Regions from separate parts of the Danio rerio genome. Here region 1 is linked to region 2. A link is a contact called in public HiCAR-type data. All regions are on one chromosome and are shown on one strand. Each heading gives the region's core, a stretch centred on a gene start, on an enhancer-like site or on the middle of the called end of the contact. The rest is flanking DNA. Distances are from core to core; before and after follow the strand shown.

Region 1 (2,700 bases), core at 42-2,541, 450 kb after region 2:
TTGTTATCTCAATAAACAGTGGTACATTGAATTCAGAGTATCACACTTGGTGCTGCATCAGGCTTTTATAGGACATCCAGTATGACTTCAGTGTTAAACTGAGAAAAAATATTCAGTCTGCAAAAATGAGATTCTTTTACTAAGATTACCTTTCATGAAAAGTCACACTTTGCATTATTTTGTCCAATACCAAAAGTTCATTGAAATCAGAATGTCGTTGTTGGTGCATCAGGCTTCTCACAAACTGAAAACAAAACATGCAATGTGCAGCTGCTGATATTCAATATGAGATGAAATTGTTGGTATTATAAATTATATTATACTATATTCTTCTGCTGACTAGGATAAAAATGCAAAAAAGTCACATTTGCATCTCCATCTGAATCAGTAGAAGTTCTTGTGATTCAGCTTTCAAATATTTCAATAAATAAACTGTTAAACCAGTTCACCTTTAAATGTCAACCTTCACTCAAAGCAAAAGATACGGAAATGTTTACACATTACACAAATAAACTTTTCACTGTATCTTGACACTTCGCTCATTTTTATTTTTAAACAACTACATATTTGGATCTCAGTGGGGTTAGGTTTAATGCACTGTATATTACTCATTAAAATACTAAATTATAAATGATAGTACAAATAAACCACTTTTGCATAATTAAACGTTTGCAAACTTCTGTTTCCAAATGTGCATAATGTGATCCAATAGTTTTAGACAGACTGCATGGTTTTCCCAATTCTTGTAAACGTGTGTGTGTGTGTGTGTGGGGGACACTCACCCAGGACAAGACAGAAGATGTCTAGTGCTATTAAAAGTTTCCTCTTGCTGTTGTTTACGCCGTTGTTATTTAACGTGGACGTTCCTCCGTTTCTAGTTTCGGGTGCCATCGCCTTCTCATACATATAGTTTTGCATTTGTTAGAGTTCCTTCTGATGTCTTTTTCCTAAAAAAAATCCCAGATATTTGTTTTGCACAGTGGTCTTGTCAGCAAAGGACGTGTCGTATATAAAGTTTAAAGAAGTTTCCGAAAAAAAAGAAAAAACAAACAAACAAAATAAAGAAAAAAAAAAACAACAACAAGTGGGAAGACGTCCTGGGAAGTTAATGAAAACACTGAGATGTCCCGTGCAATCAAGTCCACTCAACTTTTGTCGTCTGGTAAAGCGCGCGGTGTTTTTTGAGAAGCGGCTTTTCTTCTTCGCTTTCTCTGAATGATGCGGCGGTCAGTGAGTTGTGGTTTAGTTCTGTCGCTACGCTACTTGAAGGTCTGAATTGAGAGAGGCGTTTTAAAACTAGGAGATCAACTCCTGTTTATGAATCCTCCTTCGGTCTCCACCTCCTTCCCTTCAGCGAGCGTTCAGCCCCTTCCCCACTTCTGCTAACGTTATCCCGAAAGAGTCACGCTGAATGAAAGTGGAGAAGAGCGCTGGAGTAAACGCGGTCTCGAGTCGCACTCAGATACGGGCGGACACTGACTCCAGCGGACACTGCTGGAAACGCACTCTAGCCAGACCTTCGGACATGGGTTGGATGGATCTTTTACAGTCTATGGATGGAGCAGATAGGATGTGGGTTTAGATTAAAAAAATATAATTTCCTTTAATTTCCATGTTTCATTAATTTATTCATAATAAATGCAGAAAAAAAATCAGCACTATTTATGACTGAAGTAAATCAATCTTTCAATCTGTGATTTTGTTTGTAAAAACAACAACAACAACAATAATAATAATAATAATAATAATAATAATAATAATAATAATAATAATAATAAATAAATAAAATTGTAATACTAATAAAATAATAATAATAATAATAATAATAGAAAATATACATTAATAATAATAATAAGAAGAAGAAGAAGAAGAAGAAGAAGAAGAAGAAAAAGAAGAAGAAGAATGATGATGATGATGATGATGATGATAATAATAATAATAATAATAATAATAATAATAATAATAATTATTATTATTATTATTATTATTATGTTGTTGTTATACATAAATAAAATATTGTTTTTAAAATTTTAAAAACAATATTTTGAAATTTTAAAATTTCAAAGTTTCAAAATTTCAAAATAAATAAATATTAGTATATTTTATAATATGTAATAATAGTTTTAAAAATAAATTTATTATAATAATACTAATAATACTACTACTACTACTAATAATAATAATAATAATAATAAACTCCCGCACTATACTACATCTGACAGATGTTTTCACGCTTGCTTAATTCTTTCATTCTAGCTTTTCAACTCAAAACTTTGTATTTAAATTATAAACTGTTTATTCTTATATGTAGAATACTTTATTCATAAGCTTGCAAAGTGTATGCTAAATAAATTAACAGAAAGTCAATTAAATGTAAATTAAGGTCACATGTAAAGAACAGTACAATTCTGCACAAGAACCAATGTTTAAAACTGGAACTCAATTGTAGAAGTTCATCTTTTATCGTAAGACAACGATCCCACAAGAAAGATAAAATTACCATTTGACTAACCACAGAACAAAGAGGCAAATGGCCAACAGTGGCTCTGTCAGTGATCTGAAAACAATACAATATGTCAGAGACAATAAGACACCTGTGGAGCACAACAATCAGTTGAATTCCCCCCCCCCCCTCCATAATTTTCCTGCGACCTTAAATTTGTACTAACCATAAAATTATGGAGGTAGATGTATATTGAG
Region 2 (2,714 bases), core at 139-2,638:
GTTCATCTAGTAGATAGCTGATATTCTGGTAAACACCACACAAGTGTAAGCATTCCTCTAGATCGATGAGAAGGACAAGTAAGCATGCAATGGTCATTTGTTGATGAGTATACAAGCACACAGTTCATCAGAGTGATAGCCGATCTTCTAGTAAATATGGCCACAGCCATATCACCCTGCAGTCCAAGACCGGTTACTCATTGACATGTGCATAAATCTGATTTAACAGTAGGGGGGACAATAAATATAAAATTATTTTTCCAGCATTTTTTTTTTTTTTTTGTATTATTGACACAAATAATACAGCCAAATTGTATAATAAAGATATGTCCCCGCAGTTAAAAATGGTTTCATCATTATTATTATTATTATTATAGCATGGAGACTACGTCATTATGATTATTTTTCAAGTTTTTCTCAGGTTCAACGACAAAGCAATTTTTTCTTCAAAACTATTTATTGCTTTGTTAGTTGTGTTGTTTACAGTCAACTGACTGACTCCTGAAGCAGAATAAATGCAGGAAAAGCCATTTTCCATACTCATAATATCTAACTTGGTTACATTACACTTGCTAAAACTTACATAAATGTAAGGTTGTTAGGTTCTTCATAAATCTTTAAGTCCTACTTAAATGAGCAAAAAAAAATTCTTAAAGGGTTACAGTTCACTGAAAACATGTTATTTACTTACTCTTCACTTGTTACAAGTTAGTTTGAGTTTATTTCTTCTGTGGAACACACAAAAAAAGAAACTTTTCCCATAATATTCGTTTTTCCAACTATGGGGGTCTATAGATTTACATCTGTCTGCAAAATTTCCCCCTTTGTGATCAACAGATGAAAGAATTGTATAAAGGTTTGAAACCATGTGAGGTTCTGAGTATATTTTATATTATAAATAATGAATGTATTTTCATTGAACTAAAAAAAACTATCCGTGAACTATCCCTTTACTAACTGCATGTAAAAGAAATGTAAAAAAAAAAAAAATCTAATTGGAATGGCATGTAAGGATGTGTCTAAAAACATTACATTCAGTCCACACTGAAGTAAATATTATGTCTGTATTAAGTTATCTTCTTTAAAATACTAAATCTGAGCAGAATCTGTCCAGAACATGAAACAAATACAGAAATAACCCCTCAAACACATTAAAAAGAACTGCAGATATGAGTTGAAGGACCAGCCGAGAAACTAGAGCACACAGCCTTTAACAAAATAGGGAAATTAAGATCCGAGATATAGACTTTCTTTGATGAGAAGAAGTGATAAAGAGCTCTTTGGAATTGTGCGGTCGGGTGTTTGAATCTGTGGTGAAAGAAATTCCTGGTTTTCCTTAGGGAATCCTGAACGCCGCGAGACCACAGGAGACTGCTAGTGCTGGAGTAAATAAACATACATAAATCTAGGCCCTTCCCTTGGGAGTCAGTCAGGAATTGTGTTTGTATGCGTGTGTGTGTGTGTGTGCGTGTGTGTGTGTGTGTGTGTGTGTGTAAGAGAGAGAGAGAGAGAGAGAGAGAGAGAAAGAGAAAGAGAGCATGAAATGTATTTGTGTGAGAGAGTTGAGTGATCGGATGGATCTCTTTTATATCTTTGTGTGAAACACAGTGAAAGAATGTTTGATAGATTGACGAATGTTGGGATTGGTATCTTAATATGCTCGCAAACATCCTCAGGTGCTGATATCTGCTTCAAAGTAATCTATTTATAGGTAATTGTTTATTTACTCAAACCCCTCCAAACTAGGCGTCATATTACTGATTCTGGGATAAATTCGCAGGCAGACAGCAGTCAGAAGTCATCCTTCTAGCTTACAGATTTATTATATAGGCTACATTGAATAATTAAGACATCAAAGGGTATGTAAAATATAACAAATATACAGGTTTTTATAGTGCAACTATTTAAAGTAGTATTCGTTTTGTTAGATAATTAGTGAGTTGTGGACACCGAGGTTCAATCCCAATTTTACCCCTTAGCCCTTCCCCTTTCCCCTCGTTTTGTGTGTGCCTGTGAAGGGGTAGTGGTGTCCCATTTCTTTTAAGCTTGAGCGTAGGGCTAAGGGCAAGGGGTATACACCCCTTCAAACGAAGATTTTTCAGGATCACACTCGAAATCAAGGAGTAAGAAAATTGCCCAGAATACACCAGCCACAGCTGCACCTGGAAGCAATGAGATCCACAAATTAGTATTTGTTGTCACTATTATGAATTTTTACAACAAACAAGCACGTTTTAATATATTAACAACCGTGTTTGTGTTTACTGTCATGCTTTTAAAAAAAAAAACGAAAAAAAAAAAACAGCTAAATTTCACAATCTATATCCATAATAATAGCTCCTGTATAGCAGTCCCACAACATTTTGTCACTCGATAATGCTCGAATACGCTGTCAGTAATGTCTTGTGGCTGGGAATGAGCTTTTTACAGTGTCTGCTATAAAGTTAATGTTGTTTTTGGTGTTTATACATAGATGAATATGGCCACATTAGATTGTTATGATAACATAATATATTCCTTCAGTGATTTCCTGAAGATAAAAACTAAAAATCAACACAACTGGAATCACTAAAAAAGTTGTGATCATCTGATTTCATATGAAGCAAAAGATCGCGATGACATATGATGACATGTGCTGGTGCTGTAGTGCTGTCCCAATTCAATTAATTGTTAATTTTGAAGCCCTTCCCCTTAACCCTCGGTTGTAAGGGCCA

The links. HiCAR-type assays count read pairs that join an accessible place to other places.
Region 1: a contact with region 2 is called in a HiCAR-type map of caudal fin, with 13 times the contacts expected there. The contact joins the promoter of plpp3 here to the enhancer-like site in region 2. A contact is called at or near these places in 4 of 18 Hi-C or Micro-C datasets (caudal fin, embryo, fibroblasts and 1 more) and 2 of 4 datasets of contacts at active chromatin or transcription factors (caudal fin and embryo).

The regions. Positions count from the first base shown.
Region 1 is chr20:8,213,579-8,216,278 of GRCz12tu, forward strand. It overlaps plpp3 (phospholipid phosphatase 3), which reads right to left and starts at 1,292. Exons shown (of 6, transcript XM_003200678.7): 1 at 783-1,292. The coding sequence starts at 918.
Region 2 is chr20:7,768,008-7,770,721 of GRCz12tu, forward strand. LOC141379533 (a long non-coding RNA gene) reads right to left here. Exons shown (of 3, transcript XR_012396343.1): 3 at 283-2,162. Among named protein-coding and RNA genes, the nearest start is that of bloc1s2, 28 kb to the left of the region's middle. Within about 2 kb of position 1,389, at least 5 of the 62 cell types and tissues checked have an H3K27ac peak or open chromatin away from gene starts, as enhancers often do.